Linked DNA regions of Zea mays: region 1 is linked to region 2. A link is a contact called in public Hi-C data. All regions are on one chromosome and are shown on one strand. The core of a region is the stretch at or near the end of the contact, and the rest is flanking DNA. Distances in the headings are between cores, read along the strand shown. Region 1 holds the start of LOC100283692 (sterol-4-alpha-carboxylate 3-dehydrogenase, decarboxylating). Region 2 has its middle 42 kb from the start of LOC100276585.

What was found. A called contact is a pair of places that touch in the nucleus more often than the background predicts.
Region 1: a contact with region 2 is called in a Hi-C map of ear, with 2.6 times the contacts expected there. The contact joins the promoter of LOC100283692 here to the enhancer-like site in region 2. A contact is called at or near these places in 2 of 25 Hi-C or Micro-C datasets (ear and leaf).

What each region holds. Positions count from the first base shown.
Region 1 is chr1:70,687,969-70,694,908 of Zm-B73-REFERENCE-NAM-5.0, forward strand. LOC100283692 (sterol-4-alpha-carboxylate 3-dehydrogenase, decarboxylating) reads left to right here and starts at 4,622. Exons shown (of 12, transcript NM_001156593.1): 1 at 4,622-4,956; 2 at 6,202-6,291; 3 at 6,482-6,615; 4 at 6,699-6,869. The coding sequence starts at 4,716.
Region 2 is chr1:70,466,816-70,473,736 of Zm-B73-REFERENCE-NAM-5.0, forward strand. No RefSeq gene overlaps it. Among protein-coding and RNA genes, the nearest start is that of LOC100276585, 42 kb to the left of the region's middle. Within about 2 kb of position 3,901, at least 19 of the 20 cell types and tissues checked have an H3K27ac peak or open chromatin away from gene starts, as enhancers often do. A contact at or near this core is called in ear and leaf, where this site is marked.

The DNA of each region.
Region 1 (6,940 bases), core at 3,372-5,871, 220 kb after region 2:
TTAGAACTAGCGGTCAAAAGGAGCTTTGTTGCTACCCCAAAGATTGTGAAGAATACTGCGGCCTCTGCAGCTGACTTCCTTTGTCATCATTCTGAGTGTTGTGAATTGACCTGACATGCCTCGGGTGGATTCTTCCTCCGAAGCCCCTGGTCACCTCAGAGAACCTGTAAGCTTCCTCCCTTCTTTGGCGGAAGTCATTGTCAGCCCTGATGTACTCATCCATCTTTTGAAGCAGCTTCTCCAGAGTCTGTGGAGGCTTTCTGGCGAAATACTAGGCAGTAGATCCTGGACGAAGCCCCTTGATCATGGCCTCAATGACAATTTCATTGGGCACTGTAGGCGCCTGTGCTCTGAGACGCAAGAACCTTCGGACGTATGCCTGAAGATATTCCTCATGGTCTTGCGTGCATTGAAACAGGGCCTGAGCTATGACCGGCTTCGTCTGAAAGCCTTGAAAGCTTGTCAGTAGCATATCCTTGAGCTTCTGCCACGAAGTAATAGTCCCTGGCCGAAGAGAAGAATACCATGTTTGGGCCACATTCCGAACTACCATGACGAAAGATTTGGCCATAACAGCTGCATTGCCTCCATATGAAGATATGGTTACTTCATAACTCATCAAAAACTGCTTCGGATTCGAATGCCCATCATACATAGGGAGCTAAGGTGGCTTGTATGATGGAGGCCATGGGATAGCCTGCAGTTCTGCTGCTAAAGGAGAAGCATCATCAAAGGTAAAGGTATCATGATTAAAATCATCATACCATCCATCCTCATTGAATAGGCCTTCTTGATGAAGCTCCCTGTGTTGAGGCCTTCGATCTTGTTCGTCTTGAGCAAGATGGCGTACTTCTACAGTGGCTTCGTCAATCTGCCTTTGAAGATCAGCCAGTCGGGCCATCTTCTCCTTCTTCCTTTGTACTTGCTGATGGATTATCTCCATGTTTCTGATTTCTTGGTCCAACTCCTCCTCCTGGAGTGTTGGGCTAGTGGACTTCCTCTTCTGGCTTCGGGCCTCTCGAAGAGAAAGGGTCTCCTGATTTGGGTCCAGTGGCTGTAGTGCGACAGCCCCTGGTGCTGAAGCTTTCTTCGGTGGCATGACGAAGGTCAGTGCTTGCCGAAGGTGGTCGAAAAAGGGTTCACCGGAGGTGGGCGCCAATGTTGGGGACTTGTTCTCAAATGCTATGGATTAAGAACAAGGCAACACAAAATGTTAAAGGTTAAAGTCCTTCGAAGCATTATTTTCCTTAGGATATAATGATCTTCAGACGAAGGTCATGAAGGTCATACCTTCATGATTGCAGTGGATGTTAAAATAGAAGAAGAAACATATGACATATGAAAAATAACACAAATAATTATATCATATTATTCATTCTTCATTATGTAATCATGGAAGGATAAGAACAATATTGAATTACAAAAAGTACCTTTGTCTTGATAAAAGAGTACGATTATGACGCACGAGCGAATACAAGTCAGCGTGAACAGTACGGGGGTACTGTTCATCTATTTATAGGCACGGGATACAGCCCGTGTAAAATTACATCCATGCCCTTTACATTTGCTAATGACTTTAAGGTAATCCACCGAGATCCAAATAGCCTTTTCCCTTTTAAGTCGGTTCCCTTTTCTGCCGTTATGCTGAAGCTCTCTTGCACGTAGCTTCAGCGCTGCGTCAACCTTCGTATTGTTCGTGCTTTTCACACTGTGTGGTTCTGATCCGAGTCCGAAGGCACCTGTTCATATATTACACTCGGAAAACATTGTTAAATCATGTTTTTGAGAACATTCGGAAGACAAAGGCCCCAAACACGTAACTTATTTGTATTTTTGCTATTTGTATCCTACTTTTCTCTCCAAAACTTTTGCTCACTTGCCATCATTGATGGTTTGGATGTCGAGCTGATTTTTTTCTTTTGGGCCCAGGTGGATTGGCTCACTAAAAAGATGTATACCAATAACTTAATGGACATGCCCCAACAAGAAAGGGAATGCCATTACTAGTGAGTTCAGGTCTGGCGCAACTCTGTGTTAATAACTACATATGTTTGGGCTCGACGACTAGGCGTTCAACATGCGTGTATTCTGTCATTTTTTATTTGAACCATCTTTTAAACTATTAGAGAATGATCTTATTGAATGTGCCCTGTTGCTATGTGTTTATATATTGTTCACTAAAGCTTGGAGTACTAACTGAATTTCTTGAACACTACATACGTATAATCGAATAGGGACCATGCCTAACCATAAATTAAGAGCCAGCAAGGTCTGTGGGTATACCGTCAAACAACATTATGCAAAAACAAGCAATGCATATCAATATTATTAGCACCGTAGTTAAAATATGAAAGCTAGACTCTCTCTTTTATATTATAGTTTAGACTTAGTTATCAGATAAAATACCGAAAATCATTCCAACAAAGAAGCTAAAAGGCAAAGAACTTAGGCCTCAGAGATAAAGTGCAGCAATATAGACAAGCAACTGCTAACCTTCAGATAGCACGGGCAATTAAGGCCCTGTTCCAATCCCGCGAGATAAACTTTAGCAGCTTTTTTTTAGCTACTTTTAGCCATTTGTAATCTAAACAGGGGAGCTAATGGTGATAATTAAAGCTAAACTTTAGCACTTCATTTCATATAGCTAAAGTTTAGCAGGAAGCTAAAGTTTATCCCGTGAGATTGAAACGGGGCCTAATTCAAGTCATTGGCCCAAAAGAATAGCTTGGAGTACTGACTGATTTTTTTTCATTTTAGGTTCCACATGTCATAAATTATGATCTCCCAAATAATCATGAGTTCTAACCGTTTTGGGCACAAGGTGAAGTTTGTAATTTATGTTACCAATTATGGCTTCGGTTTATTTTGGCATCCTCTTGGTTTGTCAGTAGTGGATAGATTTGTTGTTACTTATTTGCTTAGCTGGGACAAATCAGCAAGTATACAATTGTGGGTGTGATTACTCAAACAAAATAAAACACTAGCAAAGTATGTGACTGGAGAAAATAAAGAGTCTTGCTTGTCCAATTTTCGTATAGAGGAGACAGGAAACAAAGATTTTGCTCTCTATGCATCCTAGATACCGCTTAGTCGATTTGGCACATGGCAAAAAAATGAGTACAAAGTTGCCCATGCATGTTGTACATTAAGAGCTTAAATGTGTCACATCCAGATTTATTGTAGGGAGCCTAACAGTTGTCAAACTATAACCGTTATATATTCATGTGATATTAGGTTTATTGTGATGATGCTTGTGTTGGCATTGCAGGGTGGGTCGACCAGTTTCGTGTGTTAGGCTGCCAATTGCACCACATGGTAACATGACCCGTGATGAGCGTATGGTAATTTACTTTCACGGCCATCGACAATGTATGGGTTCCTTGCTGATATGCCCCAGCCTAGGCTCCCTGCTGGTATGCCGAGGATCTGTCATCTGTAGCAACCAGAACTGGCCAACATGAAATTTATGCTTTGTGGTTTGCATGAACTTTGATTTGCGGTGCCATTCCCAACGCCTCCTCTTATTTTCCATCTGCTACGCGCTAACGTTCAGGCATATCTTGCCAAACTTTAATGAGTGCTGGTGGAATAGAATTATCTTGGATATCTTAATCTGTGATTGCACATCGAGCGCCGGGCTCGCGCCAGCCTGGACCGCTAGGAACGCAGCTCTCCTGCATTTTTGCTTATGCAGGCGAGCGAGCAAAAAAAAGCTCTAGGCTGCACGCGCAGATGTAAGTAGCCGTCATACACTGCAGCCATCCAAACACGAGCGGAGCACGGTCAACATGACGTCCGCTCGGTCAACGCGACGCCATGGGCCTGGACGCCACCAACCAACCAATCACGTGATCAGTTACCAATACCAAGCACTGAAGGTTGCTACTGATGCTCATATGGAAGAACAAACATCTGAATCGTGAAGTGCTGCTTCCTTGCAGAGGTGAAGGCTTTTCTGTTGGATATTCAGCCCCTTTTAATGAATCAAAAAGAGAGAAAGCTGGCAGATACACTGAATCACAAGTATTCATATTATTTTTAACCCATACCAGCAACTTCCCAAGTGACAGAAAATTCAAGCATTATATTCCATACTAAATACATTAAATGTACAAGGATTGCTTGTTTCATAACAATTCCGTGACTATTGGGGAAGAATTTGTGAGATATTGAGCTCGATAATATAAGTGTTTTTGTTTTCATTTAAGAGTTGCGCACCAACATTTTTATCGAATAATTTATGTTCCTTCTCAACACATGTCACTGATTTAACTGTGAATATCATTATATATATTCCCTCTTTCTTGAATATTCGTCATCAGCTAATTTATTTTTAAACTAAAACGTGATAAATAAAAAAGGAAGGAATAAATATAACGTTGCAACATATAATATACACGTTTAAGTTAGTATATTTTTTTCTTTTATTCCCATTACAACGTGCGCACAAAAAGTGGCACCAAAACTTTGAACGGTGGCCATGCTGGAGCGCTTCCCTGTGGCCAACTGGCCAATGGAGGAGAAATATGAACCAACCAATGACAAGTCGGACCCACTGGATTGACAGCCTCTGACGCCGAAAAAGCCACAGATCGGATCGCGGCGGGCAGAGGCCACCTCCGGATTCGGGCGCTCGGCGTAGCCGCGCAGTGGTGTGTCTGCCTCCCTCCTTGTATCCTCCTCGAATTCGAGCGGCGGCGACGGCGGGAAGGGAGATGGAGGCGGTTAGAGGCGATGGGAGGTGGTGCGTGGTGACTGGCGGCCGCGGGTTCGCCGCGAGGCATCTGGTGACGATGCTGCTCCGCTCCGGCGAGTGGCGGGTGCGCGTGGCCGACCTGGGCCCTGCCATCACGCTCGACCGCGACGAAGAAGAGGGTTTCCTGGGTGCTGCTCTCCGCGAAGGCCAGGCCGTCTACGTGTCCGCCGACCTCCGTGACAAGGCCCAGGTCGCCAGAGGTGCGTGGTCTCCCATTTGCCCCCCTTCCCATGTTGTTAGCCAGGTTGGAATCATAAGGCGACGCGGCGGTGCCCTTTCGTTTCGTGTGTGTGTGGGGGGGGATCTGAAGATCCCTTCTATTGGAGGAAGTGGATGTGTTGGTGTCCACTCTTGGGGGCTGCTTAAGAAATCGGATGAACTAGTGATGCTGGACATTGGGGACACATAATTTGGTTCGCAATATTGCTAATATCTGCCTTATATAATCTTCACTTAGTTCCATATGATTGAGCTAACTTTATGTATAGTGTTGATCCCATTTTTGTGGAACTTCCTATTAGCTTCACACTGTGTACATTCCTGGTTATGAGTTTTGTCTAATGTCTAGTTTATATAGTGGCCTAGTGCTTTATTTCGTCCCAGATATTGCTCCTATGTTGATCTTGTTGAAACTAATGAGTTAATCCACAAAGGGTTCACTGTTGAAACCAATGAGTTCATCCAAAGAGGGTTCACCCGTGTGATGTGGAGGTAAGTGGTGGTACAAAACTAGGATCCAGTTTCTGATATTTCAGCTACGGATTTGATGTTTCTTAATCATTGGCATTAACCCGCCTTAGCCTGTAGGATATAATTGGGTGTCATATACTGATATGAGAAATGCATTAAATTGTTTCTCTGTCTTACAATTTTCTAATGAAAATTTGCTGCTAATAATGGGAAGTTTTGAACCAGCTCAGTATGATATTAAACCATACCAGTAAGTTAATGTTATAACTTATAAGGGTGGACTCAAAGCCGGAGTCTTCCAAATGAGTGAGGTCTAGGAAAGGGATAAGCCGAGCAAGCCCTCCCCGCAAATGTGGAGAGACTGCTTCAAACCCGCGACATAGTGACTCAGTGAGACAACTGTCACCATTGTACCCTAAACCCTTTGATGATCTGTGGTCTCTCAAACTTTTTAATCTTCCATATGATATTGAGTATCATAGAAACATAAGTACATATGTGATGGATTTAATCTTTTTGTTTTTCAATTTTAGTTTCAGAGCTCTCCATGTTAGTTGCAGTTGTCTTCACACTTGTCAAGTTTGTTAATCTTTTGCGAAGTTATGAAATCACTCACTTTATCTCGATGGTAGGCTATAAGTTTTGACTATATGAATTGGTCTAATATGAAATAGATAGTATTTGCATTACTCAATTGATTGATTGATGCATGCAGTCTTTGTGCTTATTCCATTGCATGTGTTTTTCATCTGCAGCTTTTGAAGGGGCAGAAGTAGTTTTCCATATGGCTGCTCCAGATTCATCCATCAACAACTTCCACCTTCATTATGGAGTCAATGTCGATGGTTGGTACTGCTAACTTGTGTGTAGCCAGCTTTGGTTCCTACTTCATAATTAATGACAACACTTAGTTTTGTTTATGAGATAACACCGAATTGAGCCATGTTTACTTATTGCCATTACGTATCACTATATCACTAACAATTAACAAGTAAACCTTGTTTACTGCAATGATTTGCATGTGACATTGTGCAGGAACAAAGAATGTTATTGACACTTGTATCCGTTGCAAGGTGAAGAGACTCATCTATACTAGTTCACCTAGTGTCGTGTTTGATGGAGTTCATGGAATTTTTAATGCAGATGAATCAATGCCTTACCCAGATAAGGTCTGTTTGTATGCATTCCATTTTGATTTGTCAGTGGCTTGCACTTGTTCTATCTTTTCTGACATGATGTTTTCTTACTCCAGTTTAATGATTCATATTCAGAAACGAAAGCGGATGCAGAAAAGCTTGTGATGAGAGCTAATGGTAGGGAAGGGCTTCTTACATGCTGTATACGCCCAAGTAGCATTTTTGGCCCTGGTGATAAGCTAATGGTTCCATCTTTGGTTGCTGCTGCAAGGGCAGGGAAGTCCAAAGTAAGAATAGCTACATGCATGGACTTAAGTATGCTAGTCTAGTAAATGTTGGTGTCTTGGTGATCACACTG
Region 2 (6,921 bases), core at 2,651-5,150:
CGCCGATGACATCCGAGTCGGTGATGTTGGGCAGCTCGGTGCGCTGCTTCGAGAATCGCCGGATGTAATCTCGGAGAGACTCTCCCGGCTGCTGTCGGCAGCTTCGGAGGTCCCAGGAATTCCCGGGGCGCACGTACGTGCCCTGGAAATTGCCGGCGAAAGCTTGGACTAGGTCGTCCCAGTTGGAGATCTGCCCCGGAGGCAGGTGCTCCAACCAGGCGTGGGCGGTGTCGGAGAGAAACAGGGGGAGGTTGCGGATGATGAGGTTGTCATCGTCCGTTCCACCCAGTTGGCAGGCCAGACGGTAGTCCGCGAGCCACAGTTCCGGTCTCGTCTCCCCCGAGTACTTTGTGATAGTAGTCGGGGGTCGGAACCGGGTCAGGAACGGCGCCCGTCGTATGGCCCGGCTGAAGGCCTGCAGACCGGGTGGTTCGGGCGAGGGACTCCGATCCTCCCCGCTGTCGTAGCGTCCCCTACGCCTGGGGTGGTAGCCTCGGCGCACCCTCTCGTCGAGGTGGGCCCGACGGTCGCGGTGATGGTGCTCGTTGCCGAGGCGACCCGGGGGCGCAAGCGCTGTGTTGCGCGTGCGCCCGGTGTAGACCGAGGCTTCCCGCATGAATCGGGAAGTCGCGGCATGAGGTTCCGAGGGGTACCCCTGCCTTCGGGAGGCGGAGCTCTCGGCCCGTCGGACCGCGGCGCCTTCCAGGAGATTCTTGAGCTCTCCCTGGATTCGCCGCCCCTCGGTGGTTGATGGCTCCGGCATCCCGTGGAGGAGCATTGCTGCTGCAGCCAGGTTCTGGCCAACCCCGCTGGACGCGGGTGGCGGCCTGACCCTGACATCGTCGGCGATGCGGTGCTGGAAGCCCTGGGGTAGATGACGTATTTCTCCGGCCGGAGGCTGGCCCGCCCATTCCTGCCCCGTCCCGGCGAATCGGCTCAAGCGCTCCTGCTCCCTCGTCGAGCCTGGCCTGCACCCCGCGGATTTGCTCGAGCTGTGGGTCATGGCCACCCGCCTGAACGGGGACCACAGCTAGCTCCCGTGGGATGTCAACGCGAGGCACCGGCCTAGGGAGGTCACCGTCCTCCGACATGCCGAGATGGTTACCTTCGGAGGGACCCCCTAGATCGACGTGGAAACATTCGTGGCTTGGGCCGCAGTCCTCGTCACCGAGGCTACGGCTACCGTCGGAACAGTCGGAAAGGCAGTAGTCGCATGCGGTCATGAAGTCCCGCATGGCACTGGGGTTGCCAAGTCCGGAGAAGTCCCAACAGAAGCTGGGCTCGTCGTCTTCCTCGGACCCAGAGGGCCCGTAGGTCGAGACGTCCGTCAGCCGGTCCCAAGGTGACCGCATACGAAACCCCAGAGGGTTCGGACTCGCCTCTACAAGAGCGTCCGCCAAAGCGAGGCCGCTTGGCAGGTCGAGGCTGAATCCGAAAGGCGCGAGATGGGAATCGGTCGGTACCTCTTGGTCGACGGGCGGTGATGAAGTCACGTCGGGGACTGACTGCACTGTTGTCTCAGGTACGAAGGTGACGTCCATCAAGCCTTTCGCGAGCGTGCGGACGTCATCCGTTTGCTCGGAATTGGCGTGTCGCGGGGAGACGGCGCTCGCCTTCGTCTCAAACGCGAGGTCGATGCCCGACGCGCCCCCCGTTGGGGCGCTGGGGCCGTCGACTCGCTCGACAGCCGACGAGGCGCTGCCTCCCGCTTGGCCTTGGTTGCCCTGCCTCCTCCTCCGTTGGCGGGGGAGAGGACGGGGCGAGCTCGAATGTTGTTCTTCCACCACGCGGGGAAGACGTCGTCGATTCCACCGCCGGCGGGCGGGCTGTCGGCCGCCATTGTCGCTGTCGTCCGGCGGTGGAAGGAGTATCATGTCGTAGCCGCCGTCGAGGGACATGAACTCAAGGCTCCCGAAACGGAGCACCGTCCCGGGTCGGAGAGGTTGCTGGAGACTGCCCATCTGGAGCTTGACGGGAAGCTGTTCGTCAACACGCAGCAGGCCCCTACCTGGCGTGCCAACTGTCGGCGTTTCGAGACCGGGGGGTCCCTAAGCCGACGAGTGAAATGTCGCCGCGTGCCCCAGCCCAGATGGGTCGGCGCGAGGCCGAGCACGAAGGGGGGAAGTGAGGTGGCCGGAGATGGGCGTGAGAGAGGTGGAAATCCCGCGGCCTTCGTGTTCGTCCCGCACCCAGGTCGGGTGCGCTTGCAGTAGGGGGTTACAAGCGTCCACACGGGAGAGGGAGCGAGCGGCCTCACGCGAGCGCCTGTCTCGTCCTCGTCCCCCGCGTGGCCAACCCTCTCTAAGAGGGCTCTGGTCCTTCCTTTTATAGGCGTAAGGAGAGGATCTAGATGTACAATGGGGGGTGTAGCAGAGTGCTACGTGTCTAGCGGAGGAGAGCTAGCGCCCTAAGTACATGCCGTTGTGGCAGCCGGAGAGATTTTGGCACCCAACTGGTGTGATGTCGTGGCCGTCGGAGGAGCGCTGGAGCCTGGCGGAGGGACAGCTGTCGGAGCTGTTGAGTCCTTGCTGACGTCCTCTTGCTTCCGTAAGGGGGCTGAGAGCCGCCGTCGTCACAGAGTATGCGGGGCGCCATCATTGCCTATCTGGCGGAGCGAGCCAGATGGGATGCCGGTCTTGTTCCCCGTGGCCCGAGTCAGCTTGGGGTAGGGTGATGATGGCGCCTCCTGTTGACGTGGCTGGTCTGCGCCCTAGGTTGGGCGATGTGGAAGCTCCTCCGAAGCCGAGGTCGAGTCTGTCTTCCGTGGCCGAGGTCGAGTCCGAGCCCCTAGGTCGGGCGAGGCGGAGACCGTCGGCTGAGGCCAGGGCGGAGTCCGAGCCCTGGGGTCGGGCGAAGCGGAGTTCGTCGTCTTCTGGGGCTGAGCCCAAGTCCGAGCCCTGGGTCGGGCGGAGCGGAGTTCGTCGTCTTCCGGGACTTAGCCCGAGTCCGAGCCCCTGGTCGGGCGGAGCGGAGTTCGCCGTCTTCCGGGACTTAGCCCGAGTCCGAGCCCTGGGTCGGGCGGAGCGGAGTTCGCCGTCTTCCGGGACTTAGCCCGAGTCCGAGCCCTGGGTCGGGCGAAGCGGAGCTTCCTATGGTGCCTGCGGCCGGGCCTGACTGCCTGTCAGCCTCACTCTGTCAAGTGGCACCGCAGTCGGAGCGGCGCAGGCGGCGCTGTCTTTCTGTCAGGCCGGTCAGTGGAGCGGCGAAGTGACGGCGGTCACTTCGGCTCTGTCGGCTGAAGGGTGCGCGTCAGGATAAAGGCGTCAAACCACTTTTGCATTAAATGGTCCTGCGATTTGGTCGGTCGGCGCGTCGATTTGGTCAGGGTTGCTTCTTGGCGAAGACAGGGCCTCGGGCGAGCCGGAAATACGTTAGCCGCTGGAGGGGGGCCTCGGGCGAGGCGGAGATCCTCCGGGGTCGGCTGCCCTTATCGAGGCTAGGCTCGGGCGAGGCGTGATCGAGTCCCTCGAATGGACCGATCCCTGACTTAATCGCACCCATCAGGCCTTTGCAGCTTTATGCTGATGAGGGTTACCAGCTGAGAATTAGGAGCCTTGAGGGTACTCCTAATTATGGTCCCCGACAGTATTTAAGAAAAATATTCTGTTAAATTATATATGTGCTTTGAAGCATTTGCTTAAATGGATAGAATAATTAAGAAGTCATCTCGTGCTGAGTTTTTTACTTGTACATTAAATTTTAAGATTGGAATTCAAACTTTATTTGAATATGACTTGAAAATTGAAAATAATATCGAAAAAAAGAAAAAAAGAAATAGAAAATGGAAGATAAAGAGTAAACAACCACGTAGGTTGCCTCTCCCCTCGGCCCAGCACTATCCCTACTCTCACGCAGGCCCGCGTGAGCTGTTAGCCGGCCCAATGCCGCTCACTGCGCTAGACGCCTAGACCTGGACATCGCCAGGTGGGACTCGTGGCGAGACAGGTTCACCTGGCCGTGCTCGCGGACGATAGTGCGCTGACGTGTGGGTCCCACATGTCGAGATCTCCTTCTTCATCGAGCCGAATCAGAAATTGTCGCTAGTTTCGGACCAGGCTGACTCCGCACCGCCGAACTTCCCTTCTCCGCGCGAGCATGTATGTGGGGCGGTCATCGTCTCATCGACGTGTGGGTTCCGTTTGAGGGAGCCGCCGTTTCGCTTCAACCAAGTGCGCAAGGACTCCGTTGAGCTTCGTTCTCTAATCCGTCTCAGCCACCCCACCCTGATTTGGCGTAGGCGTAGCACGCCCGATCATCACGTCCTCGCCCATATATATAGTAGCCCCACGATCCCCTTAGGCCATGAACCATAAGACGTCTTCTTGGTAGCTTCGTAGCAGCGCCATCACAGTGAAAAATTCTAGCTGAACCGCGTCGCCGTCCGCCTCGATGTCTTATGCCGGCGAGGCCACTACCGTGGAGCTGTGGCGGTGTAAACCCAAATATGAATCTCTGAGACTTTAGACACTCAATAAAGAATAATGAAATTATGCTATGGTTTATTACTGAAATATATTTCCATCTTAATTAGATACTAAATAAAAATATGAATTATGCATCATGCTGAAGTTTATTTGTTTGTGCACTTATTTGGAAGATTTAATTTTGAAGTATTAACATTAGTTGAATTCAGATTTGGAATTTGAGAACTTAAATAGGAAAAATAGAATTAGGAAAAGCAAAAAAGAAACTAACCTATTCGGCCCATATAACCTTTTCTCATCTCTCGGCCTAGTCCAGGACGGCACGCCTGGCCATCGAGCACCGACAGGCGGGACCCGCGGGACAACCTCCCTCCACGGGGTTGCAACCTACCGCCCGCATCTAGCGTATGGGGCCCAAGTGCCAGCCCCTAAAAGCATAATGTCCAGTCTACCTACACAAAGATAAAGCAAGGATCCTATCATAGATCGATATATCTTTTAATCTACGGACTTACCTCCCGCATTGAGGTCCAAGTGACCGTCAGGTTCCCATTGGCGTCTTAGCATGCTTTGCATCCTTCATCCCAAACTTCTTTAGTATATCTTGGATGTACTTCGTTTGAGAGAGGAATGTTCCTTCCTTGAGTTGCTTTACTTGAAATCCGAGGAAGTAAGTCAGCTCTCCCATCATGGACATCTCGAATTTCTGTGGCATCACCCTGCTAAACTCTTCACATGTTTGTCATCCTCGAAGCCATGGGGTTGTTCCACGTACACCTCTTCCTTGATTGGCCCATTGAGGAAAGCGCTCTTCACGTCCATTTGAAAGAGCTTAAAGGAATGGTGAGTAGCATAGGCTAATAATATACGAATAGACTCAAGCCTAGCTACAAGAGCAAAAGTCTCCTCAAAATCCAAACCTGCAACTTGAGCATAACCTTTTGCTACAAGTCTTGCTTTGTTTCTTGTCACCACTCCATACTCGTCCTATTTGTTACGAAACACCCACTTGGTGCCCACAACGTTTTGCTTTGGATGTGGCACCAGACTCCATACTTCATTTCTCTTGAAGTTGTTGAGCTCCTCTTGCATGGCCAACACCCAGTTCGGATCATGCAAGACTTCTTCTACCCTGAAAGGCTCAATAGAAGAAACAAAAGAGTAGTGCTCACAAAAATTTGCAATACGTGAGCAAGTAGTTACTCCCTTGCTAATGTCACCAAGAATTTGATCCACCGGATGATCTCTTTGAATGTTAGTGCAAACTTGGGTTGGAGGTGCCTATGGCACTCCTTCCTCCTCCCTTCCCTATTGTTCTTGTGCTCCCCCTTGATCCATGCCATCGTCTTGATGTACTTGTTCCTCATCTTGAGTTTAGGGCTACACCATTGTGGAGGAAGAAGGTTGATCTTGCACTTGTTGTTCCTGTGGTCACACATCGTCTATCACCATAGTCCTCATTATGGCCGTTGGAACCTCATGTTCATCTATGTCATCAAGATCAACTTGCTCTCTTGAAGAGCCATTTGTCTCATCAAATACAACTAACCCGAATATCTGTTGAAGGCTCTATATGCCTTTGTATTTGTATCATAACTAAATAAAAACCCTTCAATGGCTTTGGGAGCAAACTTTGATTGTCTACCTTTCTTTACCAAGATATAGCATTTGCTCCCAAATACACAAAAGTAGGAAATATTGGGTTTGTCACCGGTGAGTAGCTCATATGTCTTCTTCTTTATGAGGCGATGATGATAGAGACAATTTATGGAATGACAAGCCATATTTACACCTTCCGACCTGTAACACCTTGAATTTGGGGGTATAAAATTTCTTTCTTATGATCATCCAAATTCAGGTGTTACTCTTCTCTATCTCACTCTAGTCTCTCTCTCTAGTTTTCTCCCTCTCTTTTTCTTTTGATTAGGGTTAGTTAAATTAGTGAAGGATTATTTATTTTATTTTGCCCAAAACTTATGAATCATGGAATGTTGCATCATATTGAGCCTAAATATTCTTTGAATTGTTGCATTTATTTGATTTGGTTTGAATTTGAAACTTGATTTGAATTTGAATTGAAAACCCTAGAGAAAATAAATAGAAAAATAATTAGAAAATCCCTGGAAAAAGGAAAACCCAATTCAGCCCAAGTCGGCCCACTTAGCCAGCCCCCCCGCGCGCCCTTTGTACCTGACAGGCGGGCCCCGCCTGTCGGCGCCAACCAGCGCGCTCACTTCCTCGCTCTCTCGCTGCTCTATGGGGCCGAGCTGTCAGCGCCATTCTTTTCCCCCGCGCCCGCTCTTTCTCTCTCTGTCCCACCGACCCCACCTGTCAGCCATCCCTAACCTCTCGCCCACGATCCCCCGCCGTGGACGCGCCCACGTTCGCGCGTTCTCCGGCCACGTCCGCGCACCCGCACCCCTTTTGAGCCTCGCGCCCTGCTCGCCCACCTCCCCTCTCTCATTTGCGCCCTCTGCCAAACTCTCTCGGCCTCTCT